Regions from separate parts of the Gossypium arboreum genome. Here region 2 is linked to region 1. The links are chromatin contacts, called in public Hi-C maps. All regions are on one chromosome and are shown on one strand. The core of a region is the stretch at or near the end of the contact, and the rest is flanking DNA. Distances in the headings are between cores, read along the strand shown.

The links. A called contact is a pair of places that touch in the nucleus more often than the background predicts.
Region 2: a Hi-C map of leaf shows a contact between it and region 1, with 6 times the contacts expected there. The contact joins the promoter of LOC108486965 here to the promoter of LOC108457112 in region 1. A contact is called at or near these places in 2 of 5 Hi-C or Micro-C datasets (both in leaf).

The regions. Positions count from the first base shown.
Region 1 is chr3:91,969,217-91,976,324 of ASM2569848v2, forward strand. LOC108457112 (3-ketoacyl-CoA synthase 4) reads left to right here and starts at 5,598. Exons shown (of 1, transcript XM_017755968.2): 1 at 5,598-7,108. The coding sequence starts at 5,986. It overlaps LOC108454839, which reads left to right. Exons shown (of 9, transcript XM_017753436.2): 2 at 167-238; 3 at 310-384; 4 at 922-1,002; 5 at 1,574-1,643; 6 at 1,719-1,810; 7 at 2,427-2,468; 8 at 2,546-2,626; 9 at 2,866-3,376. The coding sequence ends at 2,937.
Region 2 is chr3:92,508,409-92,515,160 of ASM2569848v2, forward strand. LOC108486965 reads right to left here and starts at 5,302. Exons shown (of 2, transcript XM_017791135.2): 1 at 4,920-5,302; 2 at 4,314-4,842. The coding sequence starts at 5,031. The coding sequence ends at 4,646. LOC128279252 reads left to right here. Exons shown (of 1, transcript XM_053025783.1): 1 at 1-392. The coding sequence ends at 319. It overlaps LOC108460470 (eugenol synthase 2-like), which reads left to right and starts at 1,933. Exons shown (of 5, transcript XM_053025784.1): 1 at 1,933-2,316; 2 at 2,406-2,540; 3 at 2,824-3,061; 4 at 3,183-3,386; 5 at 3,550-3,902. The coding sequence starts at 2,134. The coding sequence ends at 3,716.

The DNA.
Region 1 (7,108 bases), core at 4,348-6,847:
GCCAAAACTAGTCACTTACTTGACAGCATCTTTGTTTCTATTTGCTTGTCTTCAAAACAGATTTATATCAACAATTTAAAAATAAAAATAAAAGGAAAACCCCCGAATATTAGCTTTCCAAAAACTCTGTTGAAAGTTTAACTGATTGATAGTTGTTTCACTGCAGATAATATTGGGGTCATCTTCCTTACCTCGTCGTAAAATATTAGCTGAAATGGGATATGAATTCACACTCATGGTAATTTTCATTTCTTCTGGAAATTTTAATATATTAGGGAAAAAAAGTTTAATTTTTTGTTATTTTTGCAGAGTGCAGACATTGACGAGAAAGGTATCAGAAAGGAGAAGCCAGAGGAGTTGGTCATGGCCCTTGCTGAAGCAAAGGTTTTCCTCTTCTTTTACTTAATCTTGCTGTGTTCATTTGGAATGATTGTTTTGATTGACTGAAAAATTTTAGAGCCTAGAATCGATGTATTTATTGGCTTGCTTTGAGCCGTGTTTCATCTTTTCTTCTTCTTTATTGTGCTTCTGGGTGTTTTATTGTAAATTGGAGGGAAATTTTCGAGTTTCTTTTATCAATTCCACTGTAATAAAACTGCAAAGTGCTATTTAGGGCTCCAGTATCATGTTGTTATTGCAACTTAAGTCTAATAGGATGCTTAGTTTGAATCATATTTCTCTTGGTGAAATTCTGGTTTTGATCCGTGTTAGATGTATTACAAAATAATTAGGGGACTGAGACCGATCAAGTTTGCGACAGCATACTCTTTCAAACTGTAGCCTTTGTACATTCCCTTTCAGATCATTAAATTTACATGCATAATCTTTCTTATTCATTGTTGCCACTGCTTCTGTTGCCTGCTGCATGGTATTGTGTTCGTATATTCTGTTGCTTCGGCTTAGCTGAATGAATTTTTTCAGGCAGACGCAATCTTACATAGGCTCCCTGTCGGTGATTATGTAAAGGAAGCTGAGCCAACATTACTAATTTCTTCTGATCAAGTAAATATCTATTCTTGGACATGCTTTAGAGTTTCTGAAATGTTTAATTATGTTGTAGTCTTTGTTGCATGTGTCAAAATTTTGAATAATGCTTCTTTAATTGCGAAAATCTATTTTATTTCTGTTATAAATGTTATTTGGCTCTTTGGAGGAAATTTCATTTTTAAACCATATATAGGTAAATAAATTTCTATCTTAAACCTTTTTAACAGGTTCTTATAATGTAATGCTTCCTTAAATAGATGTTACAATGGATTTGTTCCTTTTCATGATTAATGTGAAGTCTTTTGACTGTAAATTTTCAATACTTATAAGAGGCTAATGTCTCACAAATAGTCAGATTTACTATTTCCTCATGCTAGAAGTGCTGTAAGATATCCACCACTATCTTGTAGGCTTATCTTGCAAATGTTTGTTTTTTTGCCTAAATGCATTTGTACGATGTATCATCTCATAGATGGAAATTGGTGATAATCCATGCTTGTAAGCGTAGGCACATTTAATAATATTTTCATGTTGTACGAAACATTTTTACTTTTATACCTCACTGTTATTGTTAAATGTTCTGGAGGTGGTGGTCTATGAAGGTGTTATAAGGGAAAAACCAGCCAATGAGGAAGAAGCACATCAATTTATAAAAGGTTTGTGATAATACTCTTGATCCAATTTCTACTGTTCTACTCTTTCAAAACTTTACTGATTAACCATTTGCGCAGGCTATTCAGGTGGGCATGCTGCAACTGTGGGATCTGTTCTAGTTACAAACCTTAAAACTGGATTCAGAAAAGGAGAATGGGATAGAGTGGAGGTATTAATGGCTCTAATTTTTATCTGAATTTGCTAAGAAAGAATTATATTCTTCTAAATCGCTCGACTGACTGCCGCACAGTCTGTTAGAAAGATCTTGGCGAGCCCTATCTATAGGAAACCTCAATATTGCTGGAAAGACAATAAAAATAATCGGAGTTTTTAGGGCTTAGAGTTAAGGGTTCGGTGTCTTGAGTTTATGGTTTCATTAGGAGAAAAATATATTTCTAAGAACCCTAGAACATACCATAACACTGTTGTGAAGCATAAATGTCAGAGTGCATTATAGAACCATAGATGAAAATGCTTTGGTTCAGACCCCACTCTCATTCCATCTTCCTTTCATACCTTGGTGTGTGTGTGTGTGTGTGATGGGTATAGTTCTTCAGCTTACTTAGTCAAATTATTTAACACTTGCATCAAGCTATAGTAGCCACAGAATATGAAATAGTAATGAAGAACATATTTTACTCTACCCACTTTATGCATGTTTCCATCACCATATTCATCATGTTTCCTTCTGGGTAAAAAAACAGTCTGCTGCACTTAAGCATGTCCATAATGTGGCTTAACACTTTCTTTTGTTGTTATTAATTTTCATTTTTAATGCCCTGCAGATACATTTCCATGAAATACCAGACGAAGTCATTGAGAAATTGGTAAGAGTTTTTGTTTTTCTTTTCCCTCCTTTTGCTTACGGCCTGGGCATTGTCATTGTTCTTTACTTGTTGATCAGATCGAGGAAGGGAATGTACTACATGTTGCTGGGGGATTGCTGATCGAACATCCTTTGATAAAGCCATACATTAAACAAGTGGTTAGTTTGATTATTTTTGCGAATCTAGTGTAAATATGATTCTTGCACCATATTGCCTAGGCAACTTAAACATATGAATCATATAATGCATGAATACTTCCAAAGCCTCGACATTACCAACAAGCCTTTTCCAAAACTTGTATTACTCAGCTTAGGCTTGAGTCCTGCATACGGGTATGTTCAATCGGATCTGAAGAGCATGATTTATTGTGGCATGAGATGTGGGTTTGGTTTTGCAGGTAGGGACAATAGACAGTGTGATGGGATTGCCGAAAGCTCTCACGGAGAAACTCATAAGGGAAGCTGTCTAGGAGCCACGCCATTTGAATCCATTGGAACTTATTTCACTTTTATTCTCTTCCGTATATTATCTTTGTCACTCATTTTATTTCCCTAAGCTGCTACTTTTGGTAAATAAACTACAGCCACATGCCCCCTTTTTTTTTTTTTTTTTGGTTTGGAAGATGCTGTAGTTGCGTAGCTTAAGAGGAGATCTTCACCTTTGAACAGTTGGCAATGTGGTCCGAAAAAATCAAACATGTTTTTCGACATCTTGGATTAGAGTTTGAGTAGAGGTCTCTTTCTTTAAAAATAGGTAAATTAATTCTTATATATTAAAGTAAAAAGTAAATTAAGCATTTTTATTAATAAAATTGGTTCTTATATATTAGAGTGAGGTATACATGGCTTATCTTGTGTAATTGTATTGTTATTCAGTAACAATAGAAAATGATGAAGTTTTTGCTAGAATGGAATCATTTGTCTTTAATTTAATATACATGGATTAATTTATTTCTCTTTTCAGTAAAAGAAATTAAATGTAATTTGATTCTTAATATAGAAGCTTGCGTTGCAATCAAGATGAACACAAAATAATGAGATCGAAGATTTCTAGAAAGTGAATTATTTTGTGAAGTAAGACAAAAGGGTTGATGAAGCGTGGTCAATGGCGGAGCAGGTTTTCTCATAACAAATAGTCTCTTCTTTGACATTGTTTTGTAGTTAAAAAAGAAGTCACCATCAAACAAAAAATGTCCCTGTAATCCATATATTTTAAATTTAAATCATCCATTAATTTGAGAGAGTCCGGATATTATGACATTTACTCTTTCTTTTTTTAATATTCTTATTTGAGTTGCAAACTTAATCCTTTTTTTTTTCAATTTGTATTGAGATATTTTAATTTAAACGCAAATTTGAGTTTGAAATTGAGTACAAATGAGGCTTAAATACTCATTTAGCCCCTAAATTTATTATTTTCTTTCAAATTGATATTTATGATTTAAATTTTCATTCTATGAAGGGTTTTAGTACTTCCTTGTAATGGTATTAAGTTTGGTATGGTGGTACTTTCAGACAGTGACATGTGGTAATGATGATATCATAAAGATATTATAATTTGATTTTTTAAAATTATTAAAAAATATAAAAATATCATAAATAATTTATAAACAAAAATAAAATATATTATTTTTAAAAGTTACAAAAATTAAATTATCTTAAATGAAACAAAATATTATTTTTATATTATTTTAAAAAAATAAATTAAAAAAAAAATTTGTTTGCTATAGCTATTAGTTAATTACTTTTGTTAGGTCAGCCGGCTTACTTTGATTTCCCTTAGCACAAATTTTCTAATATTGATTATCAAGCCTTTAGCATGGAAAGTAAGCCTACGAAGCATCAAAGATCATCGTCCTTGTTCAATGTGATTGTGACTTCTAGTAGTGTCAACAGTAGAATATAATTTGATTCTTCTCCGGTGAGATTTAGTAGAGTACTGAGGAATAAGACGACACAGGATTGGGGTTGAATCGTGTACGTGGGTTCAGGGGCATTATGGTTCTGTAAGTAAGTTTGGTGTTTAAAAATGCATGGGTTATGTTGGGGTTGTCCAATGGAAATAGGATGAGGAGTCATGGTAGAAATTTGAAGGAAAACTAAACAGATATCGAAAAAATTAAAGAAATTTTCCAGAAGAAAAGTTGGGTTGTGAAATGAGGCTTATCTGAATCCGATGGCAATTCTGGTCGCCAATTTACTGCTTACCTTGGCCAACCAAACCCATCTCATCACTCTACGTGCTCTATCCCTCATGTCATTTGGGTGCTGATTGGTTGTTGTCAAATATGGTTTTTATAATTAAATAATATTTATTTTAATTCATTTTTCAATTTAATATATAATTTTATTTGTATTTAAATTTCTTTTTATGATTTTATATATACATTTTAATTTTTAAATTAAAAAATAAGAATTATGATATCATTATAATGTCAGTATATAAAAATATCACATGCACCAGACTTAACAGAGTTGCAAAAAGTACCAAAACCTTTTAGAGCACTAATCTAATGAATATCCCCGCTCAAGAATGAAAATTGAGGTATCAACTTAAAAGAAAGCGACAAATTCAAAGATTAAATGAATATTTAATTTTACAATTAATGAAGGTTGAAAATTGTATCAGAAGGAAACTAAAGAATTTAATTTTTTTATTTATTAATTTGATACTTATTTTTATTTGAGTTAAATTTAACTATTATTTTTAAAAAAGTTAAAATAATTTTTATAAAACTATTGACTAAAATATTATTTTTTAATAATATTGATATGATAATCTACATGTATTTTATACTGATATGATATTATTTATCTTATACATCACATTAAAAAATAATTTAAAATTATAAAAATTAAAAGATATATAAAATTGATAAAATTAAAAATAAAGTAACATATGAATTGTTACACAAATTCTTATATTTAAAATTTAATGTTTGAGTAGACATTCCTTAAAAAAACATTTAGATTATGGAACACAAAATTTGACCAAATAATTTCAAAATTCATGCAATTTGAATGTGGGTAAGGAAAAAAAAAACGATAAGAATGACATCATTTTTAGCCACGTGATTCTAGAAAATGGAGTAACTAGAATACAAAGAAAATAGTAAACAAAAATGATTCAAAACCATGAAAAATTCAGATTGATGTTAAACAAAAAAAAATTCAACTCTTTCCACCGAAAACAAAGATTTCAATAATAGCAACCACTTAGACTCTTGACATTCATAACTTTTCCTATTCCCTTCCTTTCTCCGCACCACTCTTTGCATTAGATTCCCATCTTTAATCTTTATTTTCTCCAGAAACTAAATTTCTTCTCTCAAATTTCCCACATTTTTATTATTATTATTTTTTTTTTTTTTTAAAGTTCAAACCTTGGGTGACGACTCACTCACTATTTGCAAATCTATTAATAGATTTGGTCAGTCCCAAGCAACAACCACTTACCACTCCCTCTTGACCGTTAAACCCCCGCCATACCCCCGGTTCATCACTTTTAACGGAGCATCATGAACCAAAGGGGTGTAGCCACCACAAATGGTGGCTCCGGAAGCGGCTCAGTTGGTGTTCGGATCCAACAATCCCGAAGGCTACCGGATTTCCTCCAAAGCGTTAATCTCAAGTACGTCAAATTGGGTTACCACTATCTAATTTCCAATCTTTTAACCCTCTGTTTTATCCCTGCCATCGCCGCACTATCGATCCAAGTTTCTCAAATGAATCTTGATGATTTACGCCAATTGTGGCTTCACCTTCAATACAATCTAGTCAGCATCATCATTTGCTCTGCTATTCTAGTCTTCGGGTTAACAGTCTATATCATGACCCGACCCCGACCCGTTTACCTTGTCGATTATTCTTGTTACCGTCCTCCCGACCATCTTAAAGCCCCGTACGGTCGTTTCTTGGAGCACTCTAGGTTGACCGGGGATTTTGATGAGTCGTCACTCGAGTTCCAGCGCAAGATTTTGGAGCGCTCGGGGCTGGGAGAAGAGACTTATGTGCCTAAAGCAATGCATAGTATTCCTCCAACGCCGTCTATGGCGGCGGCAAGGGAAGAAGCTGAGGAGGTTATGTTTGGGGCATTGGATACTCTTCTTCGAAACACGAATGTTAGTCCCAAGGATATTGGTATTCTTGTTGTGAATTGTAGTTTGTTTAACCCAACCCCTTCATTGTCTGCTATGATTGTGAACAAGTACAAGCTAAGGGGAAATATTAGGAGTTTTCATCTGGGTGGAATGGGGTGTAGTGCTGGGGTGATCGCTGTTGATCTGGCTAAGGACTTGTTGCAGGTTCATAGGAATACGTATGCTGTTGTTGTGAGTACTGAGAATATTACTCAGAATTGGTATTTTGGGAATAGCAAGTCTATGTTGATACCTAATTGTTTGTTTCGAGTTGGGGGTTCCGCGGTTTTGCTTTCGAACAAGTCCAACGATAGGAGGCGAGCTAAGTATAAGCTTATTCATGTGGTGAGGACTCATCGCGGAGCAGACGATAAGGCATTTAGGTGTGTGTATCAAGAACAGGATGATGCAGGGAAGATAGGCGTATCTCTGTCTAAAGATTTGATGGCAATTGCTGGTGGTGCGCTAAAGACCAATATCACAACCTTGGGTCCTCTTGTTT
Region 2 (6,752 bases), core at 4,052-6,551, 540 kb after region 1:
GGATGAAAAATCGGTGAATGTTGTAACGCTAGCAGGAGAAAATAGTGGAGCATCTTTTCGCTGCATCTCAGAATCTACCACAAAGGATGGGGAAGATAGGTCTAAGGGAAGAAAGCCTGTGGGTTCAGTGATCGAAGATGATGTGGCACAAAAAGCATATGTGAATAGTAACACACAAAGCATCAATAATTCAATTATGTTGGAAAGTCGTCTGGAGGGAAGAAATCCCGGCGTTCATCTGGAGTTTTTCGATGATGGAAAGGAGCTACGCCAGGTGAAGTTGGTTAATTTGTTTTTTTTTTTCATTAAAGCCGATTAAATAAAAACTGAATTTGAGAGGATTAATATTAAAATTATATTTATAAAAAAGTAATAATTAAGTTCTACGTAAACTGTTTATGGTTAAGACTTGAATTCAATTTCATTTTAATTATTTTATTTAAACATTTAATATAAAAATAAAAACAACATCATATTAATATTAAATTCCTAATTTAAAAAACTAAGTAATTCCCACTCCTAATGTAAGTAAACCAATTTATGTAATAAAATTTAAATATGTAAAAATATTAAAATAATAGTTTGATTAAAGTGATAATTGTTAGTGGGGTTGCTCAAAATTTAATATTTACAATAATTTATTGATTTTTGAAATAAAAATATCCACTTAGTAACATAACTTATTTAAAATATAAAATTTTATTTTAGTGAATTGATGTTAAATTATTTAAAGATAAACTTAAATAAATAAAGATTATACTAAATGAAAGTTATGAAAGATGATAGAGCAATCATGAGTGAAAAAGAGAGAAAGTTTGATACTTTGAATCGTATCTTTAATGAAATAAAATTGTCTTACTTTCAAATCAAAATACATTACATCTTTATATTGCTAATGACTAGGGCTCATTTCTAGAATCTTAGAATCAAGTTCTTTTCGCTAATGATATATAACTAACTAAGAGTCTTCAATGAAATAAAATTGTCTTACTTTCTAATCAATATTTATTACATCTTTGTAGTTCTAAACATACATAAGCCGCAACCTTATATTCTTTTTATTAAAAGTTATGATAATAATTTATTTGCTCTCAAATTTTATCAAAAATTATTTTACCCTTTCCTTTAAAAAAATTATTGTTTGATAATTTTATTGATATGACATATACGTGATTTTTTTATATTTTTATATGTCACGTTAGCAATTAATTATTTTTAAAATTTAAAAGTATTTTATATTTTCATACTTTTTAATATTTTTTTAATTTTAAAATAATTAATTTTTATGTGTCATCTACATAGCAAAATTAATAAATGTTTATTTTTCTATGTGATTTGATAAATTAACGTAAAATTAAAAAATAAAAATAAAATAAAAATAAGTTGAAAGATTAAAAATTAATATATCTTAAAAAATATTAATCTAATTAAATTTTAATGGAATATTTTCAAATTATAATTTGATTTGAGTGTTATAGTTCCAAATTTTAAAATAAGATGTCCAAATAAATTTGAAACAAGCAGTTATCCTTTAATTTTAGAGTATTAATTTGGTGACAATATATCAAATAATTTTTCTTAAATGAAATAAGAATATAAAAATTTTAAAAATTACCTCTTTAAACGAAATTAAAATAAAAAAATTAATTACGATTCTTTACAAAAGTACAAATTTTTCATTATTTTACGAAGATAAGTATATACCCTCGGCTCAATTGAAAAATTTTTTATAGCCCTTTTTCAGAATTAAATTATTCAATTTAATCCTTTTAATATTTTATTAAATAAAAATTGTAATTTTATTCTTTTTAAAATTTATAATTTAATTTAAATATTTTTAATACTTAAATTATAATGGTACTTTAAATAAAATTTCTATTTGTCTTATTAACAAAGACTGCTTAATTACTCAGATAATCGATTTCTACCGTTAATGAATCCAAATACCCAAAATCATCGAACCAACCCCACAATTTGGTTCTTACCACTTGTCACTTCCCAGACCTCATTTTCATCCATAAATACTGCCCCATTTGGCTGCAAACCTCCCATTTCAACAACTTCATCCGGGACCTCTCTTTGCCAACTACCAATTCTCACTGCCTGTCCTTTCTATAGCAGAAGCATTCTTCAATGGCTGGAAGGAGCAAGGTTTTAGTCATTGGAGGCACTGGGTACATCGGAAAGTTCATTGTTGAAGCCAGTGTGAAAGAGGGTCATCCCACTTTTGCTTTAGTAAGAGAGGGTTCAGTTTCAGACCCAGTTAAGGGAAAGGTTATTAACAATTTCAAGAACTTAGGGGTTCATCTGTTGTATGTAAGTATAATTTCACTTCATTCGTGGCTGCGAAGCTTTCTGGTTGTAATCTTATTTTTGTTAGTTTGATGTTTTGTACGGGCATGCAGGGGGATCTTTACGATCATGAGAGTCTGGTTAAGGCAATAAAGCAAGCTGATGTGGTGATATCCGCGGTAGGTTCGATGCAGTTAGCAGATCAAGTTAAGATCATTGCTGCCATTAAAGAAGCTGGGAATGTGAAGGTTAGTATTTCCCAGTTAATTTACTTAGATTGTTGGTTATTGAGAATAACTTACTTGATAGCACTGATTTCACAGCTGTAATATCCCCATTCTGCAATCATCACATTTGATGACCTCGTACTTGGGAAATTTGCAGGCACTTAACTCATTATTGTTGTTTAGGTAGAAGGCACTAATTAATTTATGAGTACCATTTGGCATTTACACAATAAATGTAGCAACGAGCAGAGAGCAGTTTACTTTCAAGTTCTTCATCCTAATGGTTTCTAATTTGTTTGATCAGAGGTTTTTCCCATCGGAATTCGGAAATGATGTGGACCGGGTTCATGCTGTAGAGCCAGCGAAAACAGCATTCGCAACCAAGGCTCAAATCCGGCGTGCTATTGAGGCTGAGGGAATCCCCTACACCTATGTGTCCAGTAACTGCTTTGCAGGCTATTTTCTTCCTGGTTTGTCACAGCCAGGAGCCACTACTCCCCCAAGAGACAAGTTGGTGATCCCAGGCGATGGACATCCTAAAGGTAAATAGTACTTATCAGCTCATCAATATCAGCATCTTTTCATTTTCAAGTATTTTAACATAGGGAAGCCCGAAACCATCCATAGATTAAGGTGATATGATGCATCCTACTCTGTTTGCAGCTGTTTTCAACCATGAAAGTGATATTGGAACATACACAATCAAAGCTGTTGATGACCCCAGAACACTGAATAAGATCCTATACATTAGGCCTCCTAAAAACACCTATTCATTTAATGAGATTGTTGCCTTGTGGGAGAAATTGATTGGCAAAACCCTTGAGAAAACATATGTTCCAGAGGACCAACTTCTCAAACAGATCAAAGGTTGGTGAAATCCCCTGCTCTTTGTTCTTATTCAAACCATGGCTAATTAAAGGATGTTGCCAGCAGGCTATTCTTTCAGTTCAAACCAATTTACTGCTTTGTTATTTCATTTTCAAAATGTGAAGGCTAATTGGTGTTGTTTGGTTTTCATCAATTCTTGCAGAGGCTACATTTCCATACAGTGTTGGATTGGCAATCAGACATTCAGTCTTTGTGAGGGGTGATCATACCAACTTTGAGATCGAACCGTCATTCGGAGTTGAGGCTTCTGAGCTGTACCCTGATGTGAAATATACTACTGTGGAGGAATATCTGAGCCGTTTGGTTTGAGACAGAAAATGAATCATATGCTCCTTGTTATTAAACTAATACTAGCAATAATTGAGAAACTATCACCGACTGGTATATGCGTGTATGCATAAGTTTCTTGTTATCATTCAGCAGAATGTGAACCATACTGTTCTAAATTACTATATAATATATGAGGAGAATCTGTTTGCCTACTTGCTTATATAATTCCCATATTAACATTGAATTTGAAAACTTGATTGGAATTGTTCTAGCAATCATGGGAAATTCAGACAAGGGCCAAATCAGCTTGGGAGCTCCTTAAAATAAACGCTGACAAACATCGTTTTATCTTTTAATCACAGTATGTTTTGAAGTCTCATAAAAATGAAAGGTGTTACATTCAATGATAAATGTATCATGGTGAAATTTTTACTAAGAGTCTGAATACATTTAAAAAAAATAGTCAAATTAGTCTTTCTAGTTTAGATTAAAGAGCAAATTAGTCTTTCTATTAAAAATTTTATAAGTCAACATGAGGTAAACGAGTAACTATCCTCTGTCAACTACCAATTTGCTCTTCAACTTATTCTACAATGACTATTTTTTTTTTTTTTGAGTAAAGATAGTAAAAGGCAATTTTACTCTGAATACCTCTATCTTACTTTTACTCGCATTCAATATACAAGTCGCTGCTTGGCAAGTCTGAACTTGTCGACAAACATAAAATCCTTCAGTCATTCAGCTTCACCTACTCTACCGAGATTTTCATCATCTGTTTACCTACCACTAGAAATCAACTTTAAAAAGAACGAAACATTCATAAAATAAATAAATAAATATGTAAATTTTGTGCAGTGGGTTTCTGTGTACAAGGTAAGAAATCTGAAAGTCTGCCTTCTTTTACATGTTTTCTTGTAAAAGTTGGAAAAAGAAAAACATACACTTCCTTTGTATAGTTCATCATTGATTTAATCTGACCCTGATAACAAACCCATTGCTTTTCGAAGTACTTTGATGACCCAGCCTCCAAATTCCAGGAGGCAGCTCCACTTCTGTTGCTCTGTTGCTGCTTCCAATCGACTCACAGATATGGTTCCATTACTTACTTGTTTCACTCCATATCCAATCATTTTCCTATGATCCTTTACCCCCTCAGTTCCCTTACCTGAAAAATAGAGAACAAAAAACAAGTTAAAAACATAAAAAATACAGAGTGAAATGAAAGAAGGCTTGAGCTCTTACGATTGAATTCAAAGCTGTGTTTGGAGGATTCTGACCAGAGAACAAGGGTAGGGGTAATAATTGTAAGAGCAGTCCAGGAGAAGAATATGACGACGAAGATTCTTCCACTCATGTTTTTCCAGGGAAAATAAGTAGTGATTCAGTTGTTGAAGGGGTTTATTTAAGGGGGGAAAGAGAGACATAAATCCTTTAACAAATTAGCTGGCCATGTTTAAGGAACTATGTTATTATAACAACTTCATTATATAATATTCAAATTGCAGTATTGTTTTCTTAAACTAATCAAAGTCAAGTACAAGAGAACATCAAACATTGTGGATTATAAGGTGGATCAGTTGTTGGAGAGTTGTTAATTTATGACCATGATATTAAGCATCCCATCTGGCATCATTGAGAACCTGATAATTGGCAATTTAAAAGCTTTAGAGATTCCTGGTACATGACTAATGGGCCTACAGCAACCCTTCCAGAGTTGAAGTTGTCGGACAGGCTAAACTACTAAGACAGATTTTGGGTTTTATAACTTCACTCACTTAACCTATTAGTCTTTAATTAGGGTTGACAAAACTCATTTTTATTAGAAAAAATAGAATTTTTTTCGAATTTTGAGTTATTTAAATTTTTAATTAATTTAAAGAAGTAATTCAGTTTTTGAGTTCAAGTCGAATTAAATTTTACAATTCGAATAATCCAAATTACAAATTGATATAAATACCACTTGGGTCCCTAATAGTTTCAGTAAATGCACAAAGTGATCCCTCTAAAAAGTTACAAGAAAATTCAAAATATTTATAAAATATATTTTTTCTAAAAGTTTATAAATAAATATTCAAAAATTTAAAATTTACTAAAATAATCTTAAATATATATAAATGCTAATATATATATATTGTTTAAAATTCAAAATGATAAATTTGAAGCCTTAAACAAGTAAATTATCAAATCAAATTTATTATAAAATTATCCCAGTTTTTTTCTCTCATTTTATTTTTAAATAGTTTTAGTTTTTTTCTCTCATTTTATTTTCAAAGAGTTTTCAAATATGCATGGTCTTTTATGTTCTTTAACTTGGAATTTAATCATATTGTCAACAAAATTTCAACGTGGTCAGTTTATTTTTCTAATTTAATTCGAACAAATTTATTTGACTTAACTCAATAAGAATATCATTTCACTCAACTCGAATCAAAAATATTTTAAATCAAGTTAGAATAATAAAATAGGACATATCAACTTGACTAACTAAAATTTTTTTCACTTGATTCGATAGGATGTTGACCTCTATTCATAACAATCAAGTAAACCCTTATCTTCCAAATTTGTAAGTACACATTATTTGTGCATAAAATAACAATCTATATAATTGTTTTCAAATTTTATTTTATTAATATATTTAATAGATGAAAGCATTTTTAAAATATTTTTATTGTACTTAAGATTTAGTATGCGTGATTTATTTGAATGAAAGATAAAATATGATGATCAATACATTTACTTGATCCTATAGAATTGGGTTAGATTCGAGACTCAACTCATGTTAATAGACTGAGTCAGCCAAAGCCAGTACCAAAAGAAAAAAAAACCTAAAGATGCCCAGCTGAAGAAGGCCCACATTGCGCTTGAAGCATCATTTCTCCTGTAACACCCCTTACCCGTATTCGACACCAGAATAGGGTATGAGGTGTTACCAGACATAAACTCACACAATCATACAAAACCGGGCCATAAAATTTTTCCCAAATTTAAAACTTTTCATTCACATGCATATCATCCCTTAAATGGGCCTTTGAGGCCCAAAACATACATTAGGTGTGGTTCGAGACTAAACCGAGA